Linked DNA regions of Ovis aries: region 2 is linked to region 1. A link is a contact called in public Hi-C data. All regions are on one chromosome and are shown on one strand. Each heading gives the region's core, a stretch centred on a gene start, on an enhancer-like site or on the middle of the called end of the contact. The rest is flanking DNA. Distances are from core to core; before and after follow the strand shown. Region 1 holds the start of LOC101117527 (cytochrome c). Region 2 holds the start of DIP2B (disco interacting protein 2 homolog B).

Region 1 (5,904 bases), core at 1,970-4,469:
GCTTTGCCCATGCCAACCAAAAGGCGGTCCACGTTTGTCCAGTCTCCTGCGGATGCCTGCACACCACCTGGTAGGTTTATCAGGAGCTTTCTCTCTGACAGTTACTACTTTGATGTTTCTTAAGTTCTGTTTTTTCTTTTCTGAGGTAGGAGCTAGAACTCTGTCCTCGTCATCAGAAATGTATGAGTACACACTGAAGGTGACAGGTTTTGATTATTGCATTGTAAACAGCACACAAAAAAGGCCTTAAGAGTAAAGCTGTGTTTTTTTTGTTTTTTTTTTTTAATTTTCTTCTGAAATTCCAGAATTTCCTTGCTCTAACCTCCAAACTCATGTAGTCATAAATAAAGCCAAAGCTTAGGGTCTAAAAAATACCCTTCTGTGACTAAATAGCTATTCTTTATTGACATCCAGAATATGACCCAGAGTCGTATATGTATGTCTTTAACAGATTTATACTCCTAATCAAATCCTTTATCTCTGCAACAGTCACAGAAGTCTGTGATCTCGGGACAAAATGTTTTTGTGTCATGAAAGAGAGCAGTCATGCAAAGTTATAATAAATCTAGAAAACATATATAAGTGTTTATGTGTGTGTTAATATATTTTGTATATGTTTATATTTCTTTAAGAATCCACTTTCTATAATTGAATCAGGAGATAAGCCAAGAACTAAGAGGCCCATCGCCACCCTCCAGACTTGGAAGACTTACCACCCCCACCCTCACTACAAATTCATATTTGAAGAGTAACTGGAACACCTTTAAGTTGTCTTTTCCATTTGGAATCTTCCCCAAAGTTTTAAAAAATTTAGATGAAGTCTCAGAATCTCGATGTGTAGCCTCTGAGACTAAACAGTCCGTCTGTTTCAGAGCCTCAGTCTTGTGTCTGTTTCTCCACCGTCATGTTCCTGGTAATAAAATCTTTGGGGAGAAACATTTCCTGAACTGTTTTGGTCTCAGCGACTTACCCTGTCTTTTGGGGGAGATACCCAGGAAGGTTACATTGGTCGTGGTTGACTCTGATTCACAGCTGTCAAGTTGAGCTGTTCACACTGATCCTAGTCCCTGGCCTAGGTTTATATTAATAGTCTTCTCCTAGGTTCTGACTAACTTCTCAGAGCATCTGGGCGTGCTATGGGCTCCTTAACTGTGTGTGCTTTTTTTCTTTACATCTGTGGTGTCAATATGTTCCAAAGAGAAATAGCTCTGTGGCTTCAAGTGATCCTCAAAATGTAACGCAGGATACCTCTAGCAGACCGTCACAATAGACGTTTTGTGCTGTAGTGGTGCATACTTCCAGCCCACTCGTTCAGAATCTTGGATGGCTTCCCTGTCGCATTAGTACAGCACCAGCCGGGTCCTCGTGGACAAAGGGGGCTCTCAGTCTCACAGCTATTCCTTGCTGGCAGATTCTGGCGCAGCGTGGCTGAAGGTTTGCCATTGTAGTAAATGGCAAAGGGTAGGGAGCAGCGCAGACTCCCAAGTCCTTAGACCCAGTCCTCCCCAGAACTGTGCTAAAGAAATGCAGCTATGAAGTAGTCTGCTCCCATGGCCGTGGGTGAAATGGGAGAGTGCAGCAAAGGATTATGAGAACACGCAGACGGAATGGAAACCTTTTCTGAAAGTCACTGCCTGAGGGGAATTCACCAACTCTAAATCAAGGCTGTTCATTGCTGAACAAGACCATAGTCCTGTGGAATTCAGTACAGGCTTCTATATCTCTAAACATGAATGTTCGACTCTGTCTGCAGCCTTAAAGATGTGGCATCGTTTTCTTGATTACCTGGTAGTCTTAATAATTTCATGATTGTAAAGATTCAGTCCTCTCTCTTAAGACCTTTATTCAGCAGAGCAAAGTAATAAGAAGGTTTCCTATTTATGTCCTGTTCCGGGAACTCTGAATGGTATGTGAGAGATGTTGATCCGCTCTTAGAGACATTAGTGTTGTCAAATAGAAGAGGGATTCTCTCCCAGCTCGAGCACCGAGAGCACCCCATGTAGCAGTTTCTCACCTGCCCCCCACAGAGAGCTGAGCCTTGCTGCACGTGATGCGCTTGTCCAGCAACAGCACACATGCCTGGAACCATCCTGTGTTCCAGGGTGAGGGGCTGTGGAGGGACGGTGTCATAAGGCTTCTCTCCGGACCTTTCCACTGGGGGGATGGAATTTGTCCTTCCCAAGTTAGGATAAGGGCTTCCCTGGTGGCTCAGGTGGTAAAGAGTCTGCCTGCAATGCAGGAGACCTGGGTTCTATCCCTGGGTCTGGAAGATCCCCTGGAAAAGGGAATTGCTACCCACTCCAGTATTCTTGCCTGGATATGGATTCCATTCTCTCCAAGCATCTGAGAGCCATCAGTTAGAGACTTGGCCATTGAACCTTAACCCTTTTATCACTGTCTCCCAGAACCTCTTACAGGCTAACCCAGGGAAGGCAGGTAGGTTTTATCTTGCCTTTTTACTAGCCCGCAAAACACTAAAGTTAGAGGAAATGCTGAAGCTGTGCTCAAGGGGTCAAGAGGAAGAGGAGAATTGATGTTAATTATTGATGGTTATGGGCTGATTAAAAAAAACAAAAACAGGTTCTAGGCAGCTATGAAAGTGACATGCTACTATTTTCTTTATAGAAAAATTGTGCCACTCTTGCAGGGCAAGACTAACCTCAGATTTCACGGTAGTATAGTTACGTTGTCCTTTGTGCACTGAGAGGCCACACCGCAAAATGTCACAAAACGTGTTTTTGCTCAGGGCCCTTCCTCTGCCCATGCTGTGCCAGGTGAACCTAGTTTCAGGGATACCTGCTAAAGCGCACTGGCCAGTCGGCTTCTTAGAGACGCAACCAGCACATAACTGTGGGAATCACTGAAGTGATGAAAATCTAGAGCTGCTTTTGGAGGGATTTAACAAGAAGAGTCTGGAAGTGAACCATGTCATAAATCTTGGTTTTGTTCGTAATCATATAATCTGGAAAATATGGTAAACACTTGGCATGAGAGCTGATTTGTCTTTTGTTCATAAAGCCATCTCAAATAATAAAATGTCAGTCACCCTGAAACCCGCTTATTGATACCTGCACTGATTTCTATCTTGTGGATTGGAAAATCTAAATTCCCTAAGCTGGTAGCAGCCTGTGGTTCTTCCAGTGCCTGTGGCCTTTTTCATAGTCTTTTAGACTGTTTGAATTACTGCCATCCAGTTCCCTTTATGTGCTGAAGTCATTTACTAATGTCATGAGGCAGTTACCTCAGCACTTTCTCTGTAGGGCTTCTTTGTGTAATGCTATTACTCATTCATACAGATAAACAGAGTGCAGAAGCTACAGCATATATTTTTTTTCTCTAAGCTTTTTCTGCACCCGTGTGGGCTTACCCTGCACTGCATTTTGAGGGTGCTCAGATGAGCAAATAGACTACGTAATGACCCCAAAGCACAGGAAGCTGTTTTGACTGGCTTGCATAGAATGAAGCTTAAAATTTAGAGGTCTCTCTGAGTTTCTCTTATACAGGGCTCTGCTTGAAAGTGACTGTAGTAGTAATTCACAGGGCCAGTCACAGAGACATTTACCTCTCTGTATTTCTATATATGAAAACAGTGTCCACGAACAGGCTGTAATATTGTTACAGTTTTAGCAAACTTTAATGATGCTATATGGAATTACAGGATGCAGAGGACTTTCATATACCAGTGGCTGCCCTGCTTCAGTTGTTCTGTTTAAGCAACTACTCTGTGAAGTGGGAAGTCCAGATTTCTTTAGAGATGAGGAAACAGACAAGCTTACAGTCACTAAGTGATTTATCCTAGGATTTAGCAATTATGTATCAGACTCATTGCTTGATTTTGTTTTTTACTCTTGGAAAGTTCTTTTTTGCTTAATAGATACTCCTGTATGCACAGTCCTGGAATGGGTATTATTCCAAACAAATTGAACAGCTGTTGCCTTCTGAGAGCTTATAGGCTAAAACACGTTATTAGTCAGTTACTAACGTGGAGATATTCTAATTTTATTCAAAATCACAAAGTAAACAGAGATGGCAAATCAGACCTCTATAAATGTGCTATAGAGAAAGCGGGACGTTCGGCTTGTGAGCGGGAACTTCTCGGTCGCGCACAGAAAAAGAACGATTTAAAAATGGGTGATGTTGAGAAAGGCAAGAAGATTTTTGTTCAGAAGTGTGCCCAGTGCCATACTGTAGAAAAGGGAGGGAAGCACAAGACTGGGCCAAACCTCCATGGTCTGTTTGGACGAAAGACAGGTCAGGCTCCTGGATTCTCTTACACAGATGCCAACAAAAACAAAGGTATCACCTGGGGAGAGGAGACGCTGATGGAGTACTTGGAGAATCCCAAGAAGTACATCCCTGGAACCAAGATGATCTTTGCTGGCATTAAGAAGAAGGGAGAGAGGGAGGACTTGATAGCTTATCTCAAAAAAGCTACCAATGAGTAATAGTTGGCCACTGCCTTATTTATTATGAAACAGAAGTGTCTCATGACTTTTTATGTGTACCATATTTAAATTGATCTCATACACTAGAATTCAGATCATGAATGGCTGATGGAATAATTCTGTTGGACAGTCCTGATTTAAATAAGATTGGTCTGTGGCTAAACAAATATGGTCAGCTTTTTTAATTTTGATAGTAATTCCGGTTCAACAAGTACTATCACTTTTCCCATTCTAAAGAGATGATTGAACTTGAATAAGGAATATGAAACTTTTTAGGGAGATGGTGCATTCCTTCTCAAAACCTATAAGAGATTTGTTTTATATTTAGATTTCTATAACTGGTTATATTAATATATTTAAATACTGAAAAGGTCCCTTCACTGTCTCACAGAACAGAGGAGGATTCACACGTGTTTCAAGTTGTGTTCATTAGCCTGTTAAGGCAAGGATTGAAAATACACTGACAAAGTCCACTTTATCTGTTTGGTTTTATAAACTATGCCAATTTAATTAAAATTCTCTATCTAAAATTTAGCCTTTTACTTAATGAAAGGCATTTTAGTGTGGTTTATGTATAGCATCAAATAAAGAGTATTTAGCACCTCACAAAAAAAAATGTGCTATAATTAATAAATTTTGGATCTTTTAATAAAATGCTTTTGTTAGTACTGATATGAGTTATGAGCAGAGCTCCACAAGTACTTAGAAGTTTAGTATTCAATATTCTTTAAGCCAGAGCGCAATAAAAACCCAGTCTATCAGATTGAATTAGTTTATTTCAATAAGTGATTATAAAATTTTAAGTTTTCCAATAAACGTAATTTCATAGCTACCATTTCTTGAGTACTTCTGTGTACTAGTCAAAAGGCTAAGTGCTTAACATTTTTTCATCATTTGTTTTCTTGACGATTTTCTGTTCGATTTTACAGATGAGACAACAGATTTAAAGAGGCTCAATAACTTGCTCAGACATCTAGTTCTAGCTGTGTGGTCAGTTAGACAACCTGAAAACTCTCTCTTAGAAAGAAGGAAAAGAAAATTACTCTTTAGTACTAGGTAGAATATAATCAGCTTCCTTTTAAATACATGCAGAAGTGAGAGATGTAGAGAATGATCACTGAAAATCAGTGTGGTTAGATGGGGCTGACTTTGGCTGTCCTAGGGAGGAGAAGAGGCCATCAACAAAGGGCCTAAATTTTAATTACTGTAAGAGTAGGAAAGATAAAACCTCAGACATATATAAGGTTGGGATTGAGATCCCCAGAAGGGTTCACATCTTTAGCAGAAGGGACAGTTGGAAAAAATTAAATGAAAAAATTAACCTCCCAGCAAAAGAAAACCTTCTCAAGAAAGCTTGCCTGCTTTGCCTCAGAATAATGAGGCCAGGGACCTTCTCTAATAATTTGTGGTCAGAAGGTACAAGAATTGAGTTCTGGTGTCCTGTTTGTTAAATCTAATG
Region 2 (5,904 bases), core at 1,667-4,166, 150 kb before region 1:
TACTAGAATATTAATATTATAATCTCTGGTCACATTGTATTTCTGTTGATCGGCAGTTAATCTGCCTTGAAGCCTGAGAATTTTGGCCTCGTATTAATTGTTCTTTCCAGTAAATAACACCTTCTCTTTTAGCCTAAACGTGTGTTCCTTGAAACAAAAAATATATATATATTTATTTATTGGGCTGTTTTGGGTCTTAGCTGCAGCATGTGGGATCCAGTTCTTTGACCAGGGATCGAACCTGGGCCCCCTGCATTGAGAGCAGGGGAGTCTTAGCCACTGGACCACCAGGAAAGTCCCTCTTGAAACAATCTGAAAGTGGTTCCCTGGAGAGGAAGAATTCCAAGAGGCCAAGGATAAGCTGGCTGTCTTTCTAGGACCTAACCTCGGAAGTCACATAGTGCCATCTGAATCATACTCTACTGGTCAAACCAGTCAGAAGTCCAGCCAGATTCAGGGAAGGGAACATGGCCCTCAGTTTTTATTTTTGGTTGCCCTGGGTCTTCACTGCTCTCCCTGTGCTGGCAGGGGCTAGTTTCTAGTCGCAGCGCGGGGCTTACGGTGGTGGCTTCTCTTGTGGAGCACGGGCTCTAGGCAGGTGGGCTCAGCAGTTGTGGCATGCGGGCTTAGTTGCATGAGTTGCCTCTCAGCATGTGGTATTTTCCCAGACCAGGGACTGAACCCCTGTCCCCTGCATTGGCAGGTGGATTTTTTTTTCTTTTTTGTATTCTTTAAAAAAAAGTTATGAAAGATTATAACTGTACAATATTGAGAAGTATACAACAAAATACAGTTACTGGAGAACAACTGCTCTGCAGTATTGTGTTGGCCTCTGCCACACATCAACACAAATCAGCCACACCTATACGTATGTCTCCTCCCTCCTGAACACCCCAGCCCATCTCCCTCCCCATCCCATCCCTCTAGGCAGTCACAGAGCTCTGGGTTGGGCTCCCTGTTTTACACAGCAAATTCTCACTTGCTATCTGTTTGACATACAGTAATGTATATGTTTCCATGCTATTCTCTCAATTTGTCTTACTCTTTCCTTCCTCCTCTGTGTCCCCAAGTCTGTTTCCGATGTCTGGCAGGTGGATTCTTAACCACTGGACCACCAGGGAAGCCCTGGACCTCACTTTTTTGATGGGAGGAATGTCAACAAATTTGCCACCTTAAAAAAAAAAAAGCTGCCACAGTCCTCATTGTAAACCAGAGGACAGATATACTTACATTCCTACAGATTTTTCTTACATTGTTGCAGTTAAAAGGAAATTTCAAACTCTACTATCCAATCAGGCATGATGTTACACTCCTTTTTCCAAGCTGAAATTCTTTTCTCAGCCTAAAAAAAAATTTTTTCCCCCTTCCAGCCCATAAACTACCACAGAATAGATGCTGAGGCCTTAACTCTCAAAGCACCAATTTTGGACTAGCACGGAAGGGGAAAAAAAATACTGGAATTCTCTCAAACTGTATGGGGAGATTTGGCATTTACATAAAAGACAATACTATTAAAGAATGGCAATTTAAAGCAACTGTCCCAGTGCTACTGCTAAGTCACGTCAGTCGTGTCCGTCTCTGTGCGACCCCATAGATGGCAGCCCATCAGGCTCCCCAGTCCCTGGGATTCTCCAGGCAAAAACACTGGAGTGGGCTGCCATTTCCTTCTCCAGTGCATGAAAGTGAAAAGTGAAAGTGAAGTCGCTCAGTCCTATCCGACTCTTCGGGACCGCATGGACTGCAGCCTACCAGGCTCCTCCGTCCATGGGATTTTCCAGACAAGACTACTGGAGTGGGTTGCCATTGCCTTCTCCCAACTGTCCCAGTATTTTCTGGTAAATACAGGTCTGGACTTCCCTGGTGGTACAGTGAACTCGAATTTGCCAGCCAATGCAGGGAGTATGGGTTCAAGCCCTGGTCTGGGAAGATTTTTACATTCCATGGGCAACTAAAGCCCATGGGCCACAACTACTGAGGCCCACCTGCTGCAACTACTGAAGCCCAAGTGCCTAGAGCCTGCGCTCCACAACATTGAGAAGCCACTTCAGTGAGAAGCCTGTGCAAGGCAATGAAGAGTAGCCCCATCTCACCGAGCTACAGAAAGCCAGCACACAGCAAGAAAGAGCAACGAAAAATTTAAAAATAAATACGTAAGTAGTAAAAAATACATACAGGTCTGGATCCTTAAGTTGAATTAAAATACTAATACTTTTGGAACACCTATTAATGATACATTAAGAATGATAAAAAGATAAGGAAGACAAAGTTCTCCTCTGGGAAGAGGTCAGAAGTCTAGGCAGGAGGACGCAGATTCTCCTCCTTCTGTCTTAAATGCTAGAACTGAAATAGAAACATAGCTTGCCAGGCTCTAGTGTCCATGGGATTCTCCAGGCAAGAATATTGGAGTGGGTTACCATGCCCTCCTCCAGGGGATCTTCTAGATCCAGGGATTGGAACCTGAGTGTCTTACATGTCTTGCTTTGGCAGGCGGGTTCTTTGCCAATTAGCGCCACCTGGGAAGCCCCTTAGAAACAAAAAGCTCCTGGTAAATGTGACCAGGAAGCCCCAGTGAAAAGAACTGCCTGAGTTCAAGTCATTATGAATGGGTGGTGTCAATTAGCCCGGGAAACGAATAAAGGGGCAAGATAAAAGCATACACTATTAGGTGCAGAGAACTGGACAAAGCAAGGCCTGGGGCCCCTGAGAACTCCTTCCTCGCGAGTTCGTAAAAGGTAAACGTCCGGGTCCACAGCAACACAGTGAGCCCATTTCTCTGGAGAGAAATCGTGGCAGCGGGCTTGGACTCGTAGTTTCAGGAATCTCCCAGTAGAGGGCGCCATCAGCCCGGGAGTCCGCAGCTTGACGCGCCTGCGGAGGCGGTGCGTCCTGGGTCCGGGGGCGGGGCCGCCGGGCTCACGTGACCCTTGCTCATGGCGGCGGCGGCAGTGGGTGCGCTGGCGGCGCTCGGCGGCCGGAGCCGGATCCTGTAGCCGGGGTGTGGGCCCGCGTCAGTCCGTCCCTCCTTCGGCCCCCTCGTTTGTCTTCCGGAGTGTGGCTGGTAGAGCCGGGATGGCGGAGCGAGGCCTGGAGCCCTCGCCGGCTGCGGTGGCGGCGTTGCCGCCCGAAGTGCGGGCGCAGCTGGCGGAGCTGGAGCTGGAGCTCTCGGAGGGTAGGAGCCGGGCGAGGGAGCGGGCGCCCGGGCGCCGCTGCGGATCGCGGCGAGGGGAGACCGGGTCCCCACCGCGCGCCCTGGTGGCCGTGCGGGCAGAGGGGAGGAGGGTGCCGGAAATCTGGCCTGGGCTTCACGTGAAGGGTCGCTCTCCTCCTCTCCTACCCCGGAAAGTGGCTTTCCGTGTGGTTGATGGTGTTCTCTGGGAGCGGGGGAGCCGGGGCTGGGGGGAGAGGTCTTCAGGCTCGGGCTGCTTCTGCGCTCCCTGTCCCCCCAAACCCCAGACAAAGCTGTGTCCTCCCGCTTCAGGCTCCTGCCCGGGCGCCGGGGCACGGTGGGGGCGGGGTGGGGGTGAGGCCGCCGGCGGGGTGGCTGACAGCTTGCTCCAGTCCTCCTGTACTCTCTTCCAGGGGAGGGCCCCACGCCTGTTTCAGCTCCCCTTCCCCCCTTCAGAAAGAGAGAGAGACACAGGGGAAATCCTCCAGCATTTCTTCTTCCTTGTTTAACAATGCGAGATGCCTCCCCAGTGACAGGAGTGAGATAGAAGCGGGGTGGGCCGTTGAGGGTCCTAAGGAGGCCAGAAGCAGTGGCATTAACCCAGAGAGAGACACACGGGGCGGCTTTTAGACCACGTTTGTCAAAAGGGTTGTTGTTGTTGTTGTTTTCTTCCCTCGGTGCCTGTATTCGGGCTGAATTTTCCGCATCTGATCACCTTTTGGAATCTTAGGAAAGGAGAGAGGTGGCTACTGGTTACATTGCAAATCCTGGCCGGCACGGTCTTTCTTTTGACAATGGATTGTTACAAGGACGCTTGGATTGGTTTTGAGAATTAAAAGAATGGAATAAATCGAGCTACTATTATTCGAGAAGTCCCTGGACAACAATGAGAGAAACGCTGCCCTGTGGTGGGCATGTGATCAGGCTTCTTGGGCAGTTGTGATCAGTTCTCCATAAAGTTCCTGTTTTTGTCACAGGCTGCCTCTGAGACAAAAGCAGCATTCTCTCCAAGCTTGATATCAGTACTGTGGTGGTGCCCCCAGAGTTGCATATTCTTCTTGAGTTCTTTGCCAAAAGCCCTCTCCACTAGCATTTTTCAAGTGGATTAAAAATTGCTGATTGGAAAAGAAGAATGTGACAAGTTTCCAGGAGAGTTTTGACTTTTTGTTTACTTATCAAGGCATTCTCTCTACATAGCCCCTCCCCCCATCCTTTACAGTAAAAAAAAAAAAAAAGATTTGAGTGTTATAAAGTCACTTGGGCATGGAGGGAAATAATTATTTTTAATAACCTTGTTAGGGTTTCCCAATGTATAGGAAGGTGCCCTTTTCATTTGCACTCAATTAGCAACGTATTATTTTTCGGTTAATCAGTTGGGAAGTTACTCTTTGGCCAGTCCCCGGTATCAGTTGTGGTGGATGAGTCTGTTTATGTGAAATGTTCAGGGCATTGCTATCTTGATTCTACCTCTCGAAATACCTCATTCCTCTAGACTAAAGCATTGTCATTCAATCCATGATGACTTTCATTCAAATTGGACTTTTAAAGCAAGTTAGAGTAACACATCAGCTATCTTTGATTAGCTAGAAGGAGAGAAGTTTGGCTGGATGTTTGCGTCAGAAAGATTAAAAATAGGAGTTAATTGCTTTTACATGGAGAGGGAAATCCTGGAAGCTCCTTATTCTTGGTGTATCTGCTTCCAGCTGATTATTCTTTACTTCTCTGGTTGTTTCTAGAGATGATTCCAAGGAACTGTTTCTAGGACTCATACTGGCTAGCTCACCTTTCCTTGAAGAAGGTGTGAAACTCCTACAGATTGTAAGGCTAAGGCTTCAGCATTTTTTCAGGACAAGTGCATGGTTTATTTCCTGTTGCAGGATTGTTTTGGTTTGGCATGTGGCTGAGATTTGAAATGGTTTCTTAAAGATTTATGCTACATTATCCGGTATTTCATCTCTTTTAACGATGGAAAACTGGAAAAAATACAGTTGAAAAACCTCAGGCCTGCAGTGTCAGCATCTTGACCATCTGTTTGTCTCTCTTGCTTAAAGTATGGAGAATGGTTGACTGGAGAAGTAGGTAGACATTTTTAGGAATTCAAGTGAAGTTGAGACCACCAGCAGCAATCCCCAAATCTATAGCACAGTGTTATTTGTGATGCCTGTTAGCATATTTTGAAGGGACCTTTGTTTGTTTTACATTTTCTCTACAGTTACTGCTCTGACAAAAGTGCTTTTTTCTTTGGGAAAAAAGATACTTTTAACTCTGTGTTTATTGTGTGTGGTTGGCTTTGTTGCTCTCATTCCTCGATTTTATTCATTTTTCTCGGTTCAGGCTGTAGTGGGTCCTAATTATAGCGGTTGCCTGAGCTGTATGCCTTTAAAGAATTTTCTTTGTGCTCACTTGTATTTTCAGCTGCGGGCTTGGGTCGCAGATGAGCCAGCTCTGCGCTGGAACGCAGGTTGTGCCTCCCTGGGCCGTTTGCCGCAGAGCGTGTTGCAGAGCCCAGAGCTGTGGCTGGTGCTCCTTTCAGGCGGGTCACTGTGGACTTGGTACTTCAAGCTGCCCGCATTTGCAGCAGAAAGAACAGGCCAGCACTGTCCGGAGAATCATTGAAAATTGAACTAACACCTAGTCACAAGCTTTTCTGTAGATTAATTGAATAGGTAGGAGGTTTCTATAAGTATTCTCGTAACTGAAATTTTTTCATGACCTACATGTACTGTTATATTTTTTAT

The links. Hi-C and Micro-C count contacts between places; a contact is called where the count stands out from the background.
Region 2: a contact with region 1 is called in a Hi-C map of hypothalamus, with 2.5 times the contacts expected there. The contact joins the promoter of DIP2B here to the promoter of LOC101117527 in region 1. A contact is called at or near these places in 2 of 16 Hi-C or Micro-C datasets (hypothalamus and skin fibroblasts).

What each region holds. Positions count from the first base shown.
Region 1 is chr3:135,674,118-135,680,021 of ARS-UI_Ramb_v3.0, reverse strand. It overlaps LOC101117527 (cytochrome c), which reads left to right and starts at 3,219. Exons shown (of 1, transcript XM_027967338.3): 1 at 3,219-4,918. The coding sequence starts at 3,885. The coding sequence ends at 4,445. It overlaps DIP2B (disco interacting protein 2 homolog B), which reads left to right. Exons shown (of 37, transcript XM_060412600.1): 4 at 1-70.
Region 2 is chr3:135,825,936-135,831,839 of ARS-UI_Ramb_v3.0, reverse strand. It overlaps DIP2B (disco interacting protein 2 homolog B), which reads left to right and starts at 2,916. Exons shown (of 37, transcript XM_060412600.1): 1 at 2,916-3,169. The coding sequence starts at 3,070. It also overlaps the pseudogene LOC132659434.